Regions from separate parts of the Mus musculus genome. Here all the other regions are linked to region 1. The links are chromatin contacts, called in public Micro-C and promoter capture Hi-C maps. All regions are on one chromosome and are shown on one strand. The core of a region is the stretch at or near the end of the contact, and the rest is flanking DNA. Distances in the headings are between cores, read along the strand shown.

The links. Promoter capture Hi-C pulls out the DNA fragments that hold promoters and counts their contacts. Hi-C and Micro-C count contacts between places; a contact is called where the count stands out from the background.
Region 2: a contact with region 1 is called in a promoter capture Hi-C map of liver, with 4 times the contacts expected there. The contact joins the promoter of A330074K22Rik here to the promoter of Crispld2 in region 1. A contact is called at or near these places in 4 of 39 promoter capture datasets (embryonic stem cells, liver, pre-B cells and 1 more), 1 of 484 Hi-C or Micro-C datasets (the G1E-ER4 cell line) and 2 of 9 other capture datasets (adipose tissue and embryonic stem cells).
Region 3: a promoter capture Hi-C map of liver shows a contact between it and region 1, with 2.1 times the contacts expected there. The contact joins the promoter of Meak7 here to the promoter of Crispld2 in region 1. A contact is called at or near these places in 3 of 39 promoter capture datasets (cranial neural crest and liver) and 2 of 484 Hi-C or Micro-C datasets (embryonic stem cells and nephron progenitors).
Region 4: a Micro-C map of embryonic stem cells shows a contact between it and region 1, with 1.9 times the contacts expected there. The contact joins the promoter of Cibar2 here to the promoter of Crispld2 in region 1. A contact is called at or near these places in 1 of 39 promoter capture datasets (epiblast stem cells), 3 of 484 Hi-C or Micro-C datasets (the HL-1 cell line and embryonic stem cells) and 3 of 9 other capture datasets (adipose tissue, liver and pancreatic islet).

What each region holds. Positions count from the first base shown.
Region 1 is chr8:119,990,385-119,993,958 of GRCm38.p6, reverse strand. Crispld2 (cysteine-rich secretory protein LCCL domain containing 2) reads right to left here and starts at 1,521. Exons shown (of 15, transcript NM_001310635.1): 1 at 1,359-1,521.
Region 2 is chr8:120,226,481-120,230,054 of GRCm38.p6, reverse strand. It overlaps A330074K22Rik (RIKEN cDNA A330074K22 gene), which reads left to right and starts at 1,825. Exons shown (of 3, transcript NR_110496.1): 1 at 1,825-2,130. It also overlaps a transcript of Gse1 not described here.
Region 3 is chr8:119,776,664-119,780,237 of GRCm38.p6, reverse strand. It overlaps Meak7 (MTOR associated protein, eak-7 homolog), which reads left to right and starts at 1,822. Exons shown (of 8, transcript NM_028883.2): 1 at 1,822-1,878.
Region 4 is chr8:120,175,523-120,179,096 of GRCm38.p6, reverse strand. It overlaps Cibar2 (CBY1 interacting BAR domain containing 2), which reads left to right and starts at 1,628. Exons shown (of 9, transcript NM_001033980.2): 1 at 1,628-1,783. The coding sequence starts at 1,764.

The DNA of each region.
Region 1 (3,574 bases), core at 272-2,771:
TCACAAGTCACTCTCCACTTCCAGCCCAGATTCAAGACTCTGAGCCACTGACCCAGGTCCCCAGCCACCGCTCCCAAGTCAGGCACTGTAGCGCCACACCTGCTATTCCTCCTGGAGGTGAGGTGAGGACGGTGGCAGATAGAGGATGCCAAGTGATGCTGTACATCCCTCAGTTCCTTTGTGGCAAGCAGCGTGGTCCAGCCTTGTTCTGCAGGGCTGTCAGACTCCAGACCTGATGTGCGGAGTGTAAGATCATCTGGAGAAGGCAGGACTACCCTACTTCCTCAGGGCAAGGAGCCCAGGTCTAACAGTGGACATTTCCAGCCCCGCTCTTGGCTCCAGGAAAGCCAGGCATCCAGACAGCCTCTCACACGGGCTTAGTCACCGTAGCAACTCACCTTTCCCTGGAAAGAGGGCCAGTTCAAATTGCACTGCAGCAACAGGCATCTGGCACCAAGTCTATACCCCAAAGGAGCTGATCTTGGCTTTCCTCATCTGGGGCCAATACTCCTGACAGGAGGACTTAATTCAAGATGCCCACTTTAGGAAAAGACCCTGTCATGTGTTCCCTAAAACAGTCTCTAGAAGAGTTGCTATAATCCCGACAACTCAGGAAACTGAGACAGAAGGATTCCTATGGGCCAGAGTCCAGACTGTGCTACACCTGGACACGTCCCTGGGAAGCCTTGGAGGCAGTCGGAGGTGGCTTCCAGACCTGTCTCTGCTGTAGTCCAGCTCACTTTACCTCTCTGACCCTCCATATTTTATCTGAAATAGGGTTAGGAGACCCCCTCACCACAAGCCTGTTGCCAATGGAAAAGGGGTGTGGCTCTGTCATTTGGAACCAAAGGCACTTACCTGCCCCTGTGATCACCTGAACCTTACCCTCACAGAGTGAAAGACCCCTCTAACGCAACCAAGCCATCATCGAGCCAGTTATCGACGCCCACTGACAACACACTACCGCCCCAAATGGTGGCAAATTGCCTTGGGTGGGCAAAAGAGCGCGCCTCAGTGAAGCGCGAAGCAGCTTCGTGCAGCCAGGCTAGGGATCCCAGCTCCAACGGCTTCCTAACCGCGAGTCAGTCCCGGGCAAAAAGCTTCGTAGTTGAGCCTCAATTTCTTCATCTGAAAAGGATCTTGCAGGTAAGGGCTCTGCAGAACGGCGGCACACAGCCCTGAACAGCCCTGAAGCACCGCGTCTGCCTTAGTCAGGGCAAGAGAGTCGAAAAAGGACAGAAAGAGGAGACATTGCAGCCGAAGCAGTGAGGTGGCTAAGAGTTCGAGAACAGCGTAGGCTACGCGACAAGACCTGTTCTCCTACAGACAAAAGAACAGCGGGACCGAGTCCCTCTCACCTGTGCGGAACTCTGGCCTCAACCTGGGGAGCGCTGGGCAAGCAAGTTGCAGATCTGGAACCTTGCGGATGCTGGGCGCTCTGAGTGGGTCCAGGACTTGAGCGCGGCCCCTAGTAGCTTCTTAGAGCATCCTGAGCCACGCCCCCCAAGTCCACAGGCAGCGCTGATTGGGCTGCGAGGCGCCGGCCCCGCCTCCTGTTTTCGGGAGGGTGGAGGCACTGAGGACCACGATGCGCAAGGAGCGCGCGGCCCCTAGCCGTGACCATAAAAGTAGTTTTCATTGAGCTCTTTCTGCGTGCGGCAGGCTGGGCACCCCCAGACAGTCCGTGGCCTGTGGACCCCACCCGGTTCTACTACTCAAGTGAAGGACAGGACAAAAGACCACCGGGAAGCACGTGCTGAGCCGGGGTGTGCGCATTTATCCGCCACGACCTATTCCCAAACTAGGAGGATCTCGGGGGTTCCCAGCAATTTAGGGAGGAGGCTATGTCCCACTTCTGTGGAGAGATTATCCCGCCTCCTCAAGAACCCCAGGGTGAGGTTCCAGTAAGCTTAGTACCACGTGCCCCAGGGCATTTGGCGTCTACCTGGAGCAAATAACCCGAGGTTAGAATCCGGGAAATTACTTTAGGTAAAGGTTGACACCCAAACCCTTAAGGGCAAGTGAGGGAATGAGCGGGAAGAGCTAAGAGATCCCCCAGAACACTCTCAGTCACTTAAAGTGGGACTGGAGAAGACCACCCATCCAAAGAGGCACCTCCCACTAACACCTCCACAAATACTACCAGGAGCAGGTACAGCCGAGCCCGCTGGGGTTCCTCGTGACATGTTGGGGAACCTGGATTACAACCAGAGATCTTTACCCAAGTCCTTGACGCAGCACTGCGCAGATAAAGATTCAGATATGTTAATATTTTTCATTTTAAATCCCGTCCTTAATGCTCAGTTTTGGAAGCATCCATCATCAAGCGACCTGCACTCACTTGCTACACCCTAAGCTGTCTTCCAAGTACCAGAGGAGTCAGTGCTGATTAACAGGGCTGATTAGCAGCCCTGGGGGTGACCCAGGACAAGGCCAGTGAGGGTGGGCCCTGTGCTCCATGTGCCATTCTCTGGTGCTGACGATCTGGCCTGACCACCCTCAGACGCCAGCATCCCTATTCTCCTCAGTGAAGGGACTGACCAACACAGAGATTCCTGCACGCATCTCTGAGTCACAGGTCTCCAAAGTGCACGTGCCCACTCTGTTGCCAGTGTCCGTGACCATTAAGCCTTGAATGCAAAACAGGATAAACTGGGTCCTGTTACCCACCCAGGAACGGGAAGTGATGAGGAACAGGGCTTTTCTGGGACCCAGCATTTGGGCAGGAGTGGCTTGTCAGTAATAGAAGTCCCAGGCTCTGAGTGGCCCCACCACACCGCCCTGCTGACGCTTTTCATGACAACCTTGCAAAGCTCCTTGATGGCTCCGTGGGACTCTTAGACACCCCTCCCCACCGAAGCATTCTACATGCCTATCATCATCAGGTCAAACCAACATGCCAAGTCTCCCTCAGTCTGGCCATCCCAGAACCTCCAGCTCTTCTTCCTACTCTTCCTCAGTTTCCCCTTTCCCTCCCCTGTGTGGCCTTCTCGTCTAACCTACCCCATTTCTCCTTCACCAGAAGAGTATCAGGAGCTATGCGGGGGAACTTCAAGGGCATCTTCTGGTCAGCCTCTCACGGCCCAATGGAAAGGGGCCTCTGGTTACAGATGGGGACATTGGGTACAAGCAGGTGAAGGCACTTGTCCAGGATCTCCTGGTTGTCCATTGGTGAGACTGGGATCCCAACCCAGGCAGCCTGTGCCGGAGCCCCTACTATATTTTAATGTATCTTGCCAAGATTGCTACATTGAGATCTAATTACCTAGGGAAGATACGGTGGGGGTGGGGAGAGCAAGTTGGGATGTTGTGAGATCCCCATCTGTGAGCTGAGACACTACCTTTGACAGTCTCACTGCCCAAGCTCCCCTGTGTATATCCTGTCACCCAGTGCCGTCTTGACCCATCAGCCCAAATGGACCAGGACAGCCTATCAGCTTGGCCTCTAAGTCATGTGGTAAGCTGATTAGAGAGTTTGTATTTATACAAGATGAACACATTGGATACTTCAGAGCTATTTCATTTCTTGTTGATATATCGGGGAGGCTAAACAAATTTCTAAAGTAGAATGTCA
Region 2 (3,574 bases), core at 576-3,075, 240 kb before region 1:
ACGCTGAAGCACTTGGGGCAGCTGCGAACCTCGCAGCGCTTGTTGGGGGGCCGAGCGTTGGGTGGGCAGGGCAGGAGGCTAAGGAAGGGGAAGTGCATGGAGCCCCCAGAGTTGCCGTTGACAAGGCGGGAGGGCACAGCCCGGGCATCCCGTGTACAGTCCTCCCCACAGAGGTAGCAGGCTTCCCGCAGTAGCCCCGCGGTGGGGGCGGGAACCTCTTCCCTAGGGAGTCTCCGGGCCTTGGAGGCCATGCCGGGGGCGTGGCTGTTCAGGGGCACCACGTAGAGCCGCTGCAAGACCGGCACGTTGGCTAGCTCAAAGCTCTGCCACTGGTGTGTGAGGGACGAGAAGCAGCAGGGACACACGAGGGTGCTGCCCGCCTCAGTGATGGGCTGGGCGCCGGGCGGGGGGCTATGTAGCCACAGGAAGGGGAAGAAGGGCGCCTGGGCGGGAGTCTCCTGCTTCTGCACGTGGATCTGCTGCTGCGAGGCCGGTGACAGCGCCGAGCCACAGACGTAGCAACAGCGGGCCTGGCTGTCCGCGGGTATCCGGGGAGGCCGCTCCAGCCCTTCGTCCCCGAGGCTCCCGGCGACGTCGTTGCCCTCGGGGGTGCTACTGCGCTCTGGGGGCGCCGCGGGCCGGCTGGAGGCGGCGCCGTCCGTGCCGTCGGGCGCAGCGGGGCCGGGCCAGGGTTCCTGGATGCCCCTCAGCACGCTGGCTCGCGGCTCCGGAGCCCAGTGCGCCCCTGGCCCCGTGCGCCGGCGCCGGGCTCCGGACTTGCTGGAGTCGTGCGCATCCTCGGGCTCAGGCTCCGGCTCCGGCTCGGGCTCGGGCTCGGGCTCGGGCTCCGGTTCGGGCAGCGCGTCGGCGTCCGACAGCTCCGACAGCTCCGAGTCGCGCGCGTCCTCGGTGTTCCACTCGCGGGCCCCGCGCCGGCCAGCCGCGCTCGCGTCGCACTGATGCGGCCTCTTGAGCCAGTACACGCGCTTGTCCACGGGCGTGCGCGCGCGCTCGAAGGCGGCCCACTGCTCGGCCAGGAAGCAGCGGCACACGGCGCACACCAGCACGCAGCCATCGGTCGCGCTCAGCCCGCGCGCGCCGGGCGCCGGCTCCTGCTGCTGCAGGAACGGGAAGAAGGGCTGCGCGGGGCCCGCCGGCCTCACCGGCAGCTTCAGCTCCTTGCCGCGCGCGATGCCGCCGCCGCAGATGAAGCACGACAGGGCCGCGCCCGCCGCTGCCATGAGCCGCTGCTTACGGGAGAGCGGCGCCGCCCGGCCGCTCATGGCCCGGCCGCCGCGTCCGCCTCCGCGCGCCCCGCGGCTGCCGCTGCTCGGGCCGCGCGCACCGAGGCCCCGCGCCCAACTCGCAAAGTTTGGCGCGCGGCGGCGCGCACGCGGCCCGGGGCGCACCGAGGGTCTCCGCGGCGGTGCCCGGGGCTGCCGAGTCCCGGCGGGTGGCGGCGCGGGCCCAGGCGGCGCCGGAGAGCGCGCCCGGAACGCGGCGGTGGCGACGGTGGCGACGGGCCCCGGGCGGCTGCGGCGGCCGCATGTGCGAGCTCCGGCGCCGGCCCGAGCGTCGGGTCATTTAATTGGGGAGGAGGGAGGCGGGGCGGCGCGGGGCGGAGGGCGCGGGAGGGAGGCGGAGGCGGAGAAGCCTTCCCTCGCGCCGCCCTGCTGCCCGCCTCTTCCCAGGCTCCTCCTCCCCTGACTCGGACTCCTCCTTCTCCTAATCCTCCTCTCCCTCCTCTCCTCCCCTACCTCCTCCTCCTCCTTCTAATCCTCCTCCTCTTCTTACCTCTCTCCGCCCCTCCTCCTCTGACTCATCCTCTCCTCTCGATTCCTCCTCCCCTGACCTCTTCTCTTCCCCAACCCCCTCCTCCACCCCCTCCTCCTCTCTCCCCACCCTCTCCTACCCCCTCACCCCCCTGTGTCCCAAACTATGGCACAATAGGCCCCAGCTCCTCTGTCTATTCTGTGTCCAGCAGGAGCCCGCGGTGATTCATTGCTCCAATTAGGGGCTCTGCAGCCCGTGGCTCGGGCTGTCTGAAGGGTCTCCTTTGGGACCCACGAAACCCATCAGCCGCTGCCGCTGATCTTTAAGAAAAGGTCAAGCCGGACGCGCTAGTGCCAGGTGAGGACGATGGGTGTCTAGGGAGGCTTGGGAAGGGTAACCCCCCTCCAAGATCTGGGGAGGTCCTGGCCCTTCAGCAGCCCAGGGTTGGGGGTCACCTTTCTAAGCCCAGTGCCCTAGTTTTGAAGACAGAGGAAAGAGGAGTTGTCTCCTGCATCACCCTGGAGACAAAGTCCTCCCAGCCTATCTCCCCTCTCCCCCTCCCTCTGACTGGACAGGGCCCACCAGATCACCCTAGGGGTAGAGGTAAGAAGGGTACTGTGTGTCCTGGGACTAAGGACTCAACCTCTCTGTGCCCTTTTCCTTCTTGTTAAAGTGTTCCTGCTGAGACCACAGATATCCAGGACTTAGTGTATTGTATGCAGATACATTGTAGTTATTTAATGCAGAGACAAACCCTTTGCAGGCCAAGTTCAGAGCTGTTACATGCCTCTTAGTTACTTCCCCACAAGAAGCAAGTGTGGGATGCCCCTCATTTTATGACTCAAGAGGCCAGGCAGGATTCAGACCCAGGCAGCAGGGTTCTGCTAGGAGTATGTGGCCTCCCCAGGCAGACATCTGGCCCCTGTCACCCAGAAGCTGCTGGAGACTGTCCTTGGCGCCTCCTAGGCACACAGGCACACACATGTATGACACACACACACACAGATGGTGCCCTTTGGCTCAGGCTGGGTCACTAAGCAATCGTCTCCCATCTGTAAAAGGAGCCCTCAAAGCTTCAAAACTGTGAGCAGTTACTTTCCAGAAGCTTCCAGCTGTCTACCCTGCCAGCTGGAGATGGTGCCTGAACCCCAAAGGCAGGAGCCCCACCACCACCACTGCCACCACTTGGTGAGCTGACATGTAAATAAGGCTGCTCCCCCCCCCCTCCAAATGAGCAGGAGGAAGGGCCTCTTGGGAATCCCTAACATTCCAGAGCTCCAGAATCAACTGGGGTGGGGTGTCAACATGGCAGAGGATGGGACTCTGTCCCTTCCCTGGCCCAAAAAAGTGCTGGCTCAGCAAATTGTCTCGCAGACCAGGGCGGGGAGGCATCCCCTGGCTGCTGGCGTGGTTCATACCTTGTTAGAGGAGAGGCTGATGAAAGGACCCTGTCTGTTCTTACTCAGGAAGGGCCTGGGTGTCTCACTCCATAGGAAGGAGCCTGGGAAAGCTGTTCCTACCTAAGCTCACCCAGGTCTCCCTCAGCCTGGCCCAGCTGCCCATCTTCAGAGCCCTTAAGTCTCTCTCAGCCTTAGGATCTCAGCTGGGGCTGCCGTTTTCCCTCCATGTCTGTTCATCGTCCATTTTCTTTCTTATTTCCTTTGCCCTCTTCTGCCTCCTGCACCCTTTTGTCTCCCAAGAGCCAATCCTCCTAAGTCCATCCTGCACACAGCATAGCCAAGACTGGCTTCATACCTAAGTCCAAAGCCCTAAACCCCATCCTGCCAGCTGTGTGTACCTA
Region 3 (3,574 bases), core at 573-3,072, 210 kb after region 1:
CCCTTCTCTGGAAATGACTGCCAACCCACCATGTCATGTTACAATGGAAAGAGCCCTCAGTTTGGCACCAGGACTGCCTCTGTCCCAGCTGTGTGTTCCTGGGAAAATCACTTAACCGCTCTGAACCCTAACTCAGCATAGGGCCCTGGCTTCCCATTATGAAAGGCCTGGAAAGGTGGTTGAGCCGTGACAGGGAAAGTAGCATGCTTGGATGAACTCTCAACCCTAGACATCCAATTGGATCTTTATAACCTAACTGGTTTCTTGCTAGAAGCCCCTGAACCTCAGCTCCTCTCCATGTCACTCGCCCAACCTGCAGCATATATCCACAGCCACACCTCCGTCCTACCCTCTCCCCTTAGTTTATACATGCCAGGTGGGAACTGAATGAAGGAGTAGGCACTAAGGGGAGGAAAGGAGCCTGACACATTTTCATATGTCACAGACTGGTGACCCATGATGCCCTGGAGGACTCAAAGGCTGTCCTGGCTGCCTCAGCCTCACTCCTCCATGATGGCCCTTGTAGCCCAACTTCAGCTCGAGGCTCTGCCCACTGACTGGTCGTTTTCCTAGGGGCTCATAGGAGGGTGGTGGTGGGGGATCAAGTCAATTCAAGGTGTCTTGGTGTTAAGATGGCCGTGGAATGTTGGGAACAAACGCTAGGTGGAGCTTGGCTGAGCGAAAGGCAGATGGCTTCTGGTGGACATGTGACTTCAATCCACTAGGGGGAGCTAGCTGCCCGTTTTCTTTTGCTGTCTCTCTTCTACTCGCCTTTTCAAAACTTCCACTCTCTGTATCCCAGGCTGGCCTGGAACTCACTGTGTAGACCAGGCTGGCCACAAACTTGCAGCAATGCCCCTGTCTAAGCCTCTTGAAGTGCTGAGATTACAGGTGTATGCCACTACACTCAGCCGGGCTGGTGTCACAATAATTAAATAATAATACTAATAATACTAATAATAATGTGTGGTGTTTTGCTTTATGTGCACCGTGTGTGCAATGTCTCTGGAGGCCAGAAGAGGGCGTCGGATCCCCTGGAACTGGAGTTACAAGCAGGCCTGAGCTGAAGTGTGGGTTCACCTGTGTCCTCTGTTAGAGCAGCAAGTGTTCTTAAGGACTCTGCCACCTCTCCGGCCTCTGGTGTCATTTTTCCAGCTACAATTTCAGACAGCAGCTTCTGTTACTTTGGGGGGTTGGGAGGAGTTCCTCTGTGCCACTCGGACGGTGGGGTTTGCAGGCAGCGACAGTGGGTTCGTCTCTGCTGAGAATTCTGGGACCTACCTCTGTTGTGTCTGTCTCCGACACCAGAAAAGGCCCGGTAGGGCTGATAGCAAGCTATCCCACTCCTGGGGACAAGACCGGCCGGCATCTGCTTCTGTGTGTCAAGTGCTCTATTGGCTAACGCAATGGACTTCAGGAGGTAAGGAGGTCAGATTTTCCACCCTAGTTCTGGGGGGCGAGTCCCAGCTCAGGCCTTCTGTTCACAGTGCCCCTGTTCCCAGCCTCCCACATTGCTCCCTTCTATCCGCTCCCTGCATTTAAACCCCCTGATCCGCTTCCAGCCCTTCAGCAGCTTCCTAGCACCTCCTAAAGCCCAAGTTCTCCTTCAGCCTTTGCAGAACCTGAGCAACTGTCAACCATCCCCAAGTGTTCCGCTGTTACAGGCTCAGTTCTTCGATCCCAGGCTCCGCCCACTCCCCGTGAACTACAATCCCATTGGTTAAGATCTGACTCGGGCTCCACCTCTCAGTAGCCCTTTTCCAATTGGTGCTCATGACCGTCCGTCAGCGCCGTTGCTAGGGAAAGGGCTGGGCGACCCGGGCAACCTTGCTGCCCAGGACGTACCGGAAGGAGCTCGGTCCCTGTAGACCAAGGCTGGTGAGCCGGAGGGAGGGAGCCCGGGCGAGGCTGGGCATAGCTCAAGGAAGGAAGGAAGACCTTCGGGGTGGCCTGAGCAGCCCCCAAGGAAGCTACTGTCTCAGGCTACTGTCAGAGAAGCAGAGAGTGCCTGGGATGGGGTGAAGCTGGGCTCTGAAGGGATCCGTGGGCCTGCCTTGTTTTCCGAGACGAACCCAATAGAGTTCCTTCAGAGGCAAGCTCAAAACCAATTTAGGGGGAGGCGAGGAAGGTGCCCTGGCCTGCACTCCTGAGGGGGGCTGGGACAGATGGAGGGCTGCCAGCTGCAGACCCAGTAGGCTCCAGGACTTGGACATGGGCTTGGTGTGGCTGTTCTGATGGGGTGTTGACCCCAGGAACCAGACAGTGTGTCACGATCTCTTGGAGGCCCCATGGGAAATTGTCCGAGGCACACTCCAGCCTGCCACCAGGAGCTTGGGGCTGCAAAGAGCTGGCTCGCCACATTCTTCGTGACACAAGGAGCCCTTTTTATTCTCCAGGGTCCATCTGTGTTTGTCTTTGGTTTCTGGAAAGCAGAACCAGGTGGCGATGTTAAACGATTCACCCAAGCTTATTAAAGCACGGCAAGCTAAACTCCTTTTAAGACCATGGGTTAGTGACTTGGTGATGGGACTTCACTGTTGGGGAGAGGGCCCCCTCCCGAAATGGATCACCTGGTTGGGGGGAGGAGGAAGGACGTGTTTAGCTATTAGGGGCAGTAGAGTGTTGAGGATAGACTGTTGCGGAGACTGGAATGTTCAAGGAAGCTCACTGGTGGGTTCAGGAGACTTGGATCTGGTCGGGCAAAGGCTTCCCCTTGATTGTGCCCAGGTGGGAAAGCCCATTGTTATACAAAAACTGTCTGGAATGGCCACCTGTGTATGGATTGAGACTGTAGAGCTCATAGGCCCTGTGTGGAGAATGGTCAGGGCTGTGGGTGACCTTTAAAGGGTCTCTCCACATCCCCCCCACCCCCCCACCCCCGCTTTCTGATAAGAAAAATGGCTTTGATCCTTGGCAAGTGTCTCTTTTGGGTCACAAGGCTGATACTCACTGCTACAAGTGACCTTACAGTCACTGAAAGATGTCTTCACCTAAGAAAGGTGGACATAGTTGCCAGGGGAAAGCTACCCCATGGACCAAGGTGTCCCCATGGAGGACAGAACCTGCCCCTGACACATGCAAGACCTTTCTCCGGGAAGCTGACAGATTGCTGGCCCCATGACAGAGCTTGCAGCCTAAAGGGAGAGCATGGGCCCCCCCGAGAATCATTCTTGCTGCAGCTGTGTGGAGACAGGCGGCCTTCCAGCTGTAGCGGCTGGGCTGGTACAGGGTGAAGAGCCATATTCTCAAGGTCTCTCCCCAGTCCTCCCTGAGCTGTGGGCTCCAAACCTGCCCTTCCCCTCCCCCTGCCTTCCTCACAGAGCAGCCAAGCTCTGGCTCTGTCCTGGCATCTGGTCCTGTCCTGTACTGCCCCTGGCTTGTTTACCATTCAAGGCTTGGTGTTTAGCATTTACTTTCTCAATCAATCTCTGCCCCCTCCACTGCTGTGGCTTAGTACTAGCAGGCCGTGGGGTATGCAGCTGGCATCACTGTGCAGGGGTGGTTCGTGCATAGTGGGGCAGGTAGTGCTGACCATGGGGATCTCGTGGGGTCAGGGTGGATTTAAGCCCTTGGG
Region 4 (3,574 bases), core at 379-2,878, 190 kb before region 1:
TGTGGTCTCTGTCGCCCTCTGGTGGTCACAGGCTATAGTACAGGGCAGACAGGGACGAAGCTGATTAACTGGAATAGCTGGGGTCTGGAGGAAACCGATTCCTTAAGATAGAGAAGACCCCAGACAGACTGAGGCAGGGATGTAGTCGTCCACCACTGGCTATCAGAGGTGGGATTCAGTCACCTCTGCATTCCAGAAGCTGGCCATATTCTTGGGGCATTGGCATCCCTCACCCACAGACAGAAAAGCCACAGTCCGTCAATGGGTACAGGAGGCGGATTCTCTGCAGATTGGAACAGCAGCCTCTGAATGAGCCCCATCTCCCATGCCGGAGTGACTCATCTGCTCAGCCTGTCTGCTGAGACCCCGTTTCCAGTAAGGCGATGCTCTGAGACCCAGGGTGGACATGTACTTTGGGGAGACACTTTTCAATTCAGCTAACACCTCAGAAGGGAGGGATTACGGACCAGGAGACACAGAGCATCATTCAGAGAGAAAAATCACAGGACTGGCACAGCCCCGGTAGGAGTTCAGGGCCATGGCTGCCCCTAAACAGAGGGCACAGTACCGTAAAGGACACACAGAGATTTGTGTTGTCTGGGGAAACCTGTCCCTGCCCCCCAAAAGGGGAGCATAACACATGTGCCACAGAGACCCAGCACTCAGGTGTGCTCTGAGGGCTCGCTGGACAGGGGACCCGGCTCCCAGTGCCCAGCCCACCTATCTCCTCATCCCTGCCGCAGGGGCTCCAGTTCCTATTGGGCGATTGTCTAGGAGACTAGAGAGACCAGGGCTTTGCTTTCAGGCCACACAGCAGAGCTGAGGCGTGGGGTTTGAATCTGAAGCAGCTGACCGTAATGTTTCTGCCTTACTAAGTGTTTAAAACAAATCCCAGCATGATGGAGCTGGGACGCACACAAAAAAACGACCCAGTGTGACAGGCGTCCCGTGGAACTATCAATATCTTGCCTTGGGTTCTCTGCCTCCACCACCAGGCCTGCTTTGCACCTTAAGTGAAAAGGGGAGTGGGGCGGGGCGAGTGGGGCGGGGCGGGGCGGGCGGGGCGGGGCGGGGGCTGTGACCCGCAGACCTCTCAACGTGTTAGTGCTCTGACGCTGGAGTCACCTTCCCCAAGTCTAACAGTGGGAGTCGCATACTCTGGGAAGCCCAGGACTGCCTGATTCGCTAGGCACTCCTCTGAGCTGCTGCCTGTCCCCCCGCACCCCCCCCCCCCGCACTCCTTTGGTTCACCTTCTCCGCTTCCCTTTACCGTCTACTCCCCCCACCCTCAGTGACACTGGCTCCCACGCCCCGCCCACCGGGCCTTCTGCCTTGAGGGTGGAGGAGACTCTACACAGCAGGGTCCAGGGTGAAGTCCCAGGCAAGCTCCCTTCGGGGATCTCCCTGTCCGTTCCTGGTGGTTACAAGCACTTTGAACCCCCAAGAACACCATATTCAAAGGCATGTGGAGGTTCTGTGTCCCACTTCCAATTCATTTCAGAGAGTGGTTAAGCCCCAAGGCAAAGCTGGCCCTCCTCACCCCGCAGGGGAGGCCCTGGTTGCCCAGCAACCAGCTGGGCTCCTCCCAGGGCTTGCCTGGGGATGGCCCGTTGCCTGGCAACCAGGCAGCAGAGTCCCTTGAGCTTAGCCAGACCACACAGCTGGGCCCAGTACTAGCTGCCTTCTCTCTGACTAGGGGACCCCTGGGGCCCTGTCCTTATCCTCCCCAAGATCCTGGCAGCAGGTGCCTCTCTCTGTCCACAATGAACGTCGTCCTCTCCAGGTGAGCAGCCTGCGCTGCTGGGAGGGGTATGCAGGTGGGATCCTCACGTTCTGCCACATCGGGGAGGAGGGCAGGTGAGCCCCCTGCCATCCCTTCTCAAAGTGGAGGGAGGGCTTGAAGCATAGAGGTTACCAGAATGCGATCTGTCGGCCTCACCTGTGCTGCGTGAAGAGCAAGTGTAGCCACTCTCTGGTCTGTTCCCTGCTTTTGCTTGCCCCCTAGGAACCCCTCCAAAAACCCAGGCCCCAGACCTTGACACTGCTCCCTCTAATGGCCCCAGACTCCCTGTCACCTGCCCTCCCTGATTGCCTTTGAGTCTCCCTAGGACTCAGACTTCCAGTGTCCTGGATGCACCCAGAATGCTCTTTAAAAGCTGGCTTCCAGCCTTACCCACGGGGCCTGCTTGCCTGTCTAACTGTGTATGAGTGACAGCCATCCTGGAGTCTGGCCTGCTGTATGCCCTTGGGCGGGATGCTTTGCATCTCTGGGCTTTTGTTTACTTGATTAAAAAAAAAATGTCAATAGCAACCTCTTCTAGGGAAGTGTGAGCGGAGCATTTGCAAACTACAAAGTTGAAGCTCATTAGCAGGCGTGAGACAGTGCTCCTTATGGGGTCTGCCAAGTGGCCACCACTAGAGGCCACAAGAGGGGCTTGGGTTCTAGAGAAGGGAGGGCAGCAAGGGACAGGAAAGACCTGGGGCTGAGGGGAGGGGACTGTGACAGGACGCCTCAGGAGCCTCCTGTACCCTTATGAAGACTGAGCACACAGGTTGTCACTAACGCTGGCTGTGGGCAGGATGCGGGGTGTGGGAGGCGGCATGAGCCCTGGAGGTGTGTCAGAGAAGGCAAGCGTGTGGCATGCGGTGGTCAGTGGTCTGCAAAGAGCTCTGTGGAGGAGCCCAGGGCTGGTGGGAGGGAGAAGGGACCAGGCAGAGGAGTAAGGGTGATAGAGAGCCCAAGTACTCCGCAGGGAGCTTGATGGGGTCGGATGGCATCGTGTAGCATCCAGTGACAGCCATCACAGCTGTCCACAACTCCCTATCAGAGCATCCTTGGTACCAAATGGACTGCAAGATGCAAGACACTGGGAAGGGAGTATAAATTAAGTATAAATTTAATTATGAGTATAAATTAATTATGTATGTGTGTGTCTCTAACACTGTGCACACTGTGCAGAGGACAGAGGAAGACACTGGGTGTCCCCTCGATTGCTCTTGCTTATTTATTGAGACAGGATCTCTCACTGAATCAGGAGCTGGGCTGGCAGATAAAAACTCAGGCATCCTTCTGTCTCAGAGCCCCACAATGCTGGAGTTACAGGTGTATGTGGGGGCCACTCCTGACCTTTTGTCTTGTTTAAGATTGTGTGTGTGTGTGTGTGTGTGTGTGTGTGTGTGTGTGTGTGTGTATTTTGCATTGTTTTGTTTTTTGAGGCAGGGTTTCTTTATGTAGTCCTTAGCTGTCCTAGAACTCTCTGTGTAGACCAGGCTGGTCTCAAAATCCCAGAGATCAGCCTGTCTCTGCCTCACCAGTGCTGGGATTCAAGGCATGCCTGACCACACCCAGTTCATGTTTTTAGATTATCAGTAATGCACTTAGGTATATACAGAGGTGGATTTGTGCACAGGAGTACAAGTGTCCGAGGAGGACATATTGCTCTGAGCTGCAGCTACAGGTGGTTGTGAGTCTGAGAACTGAATTTGGGTGTTTCTACAAAAACAATAGACAGGCTTAACCACTGAGTCATCTCTTCAGCTCCTCCCCCCATTTAACACAGGGGCTGGGGATCTG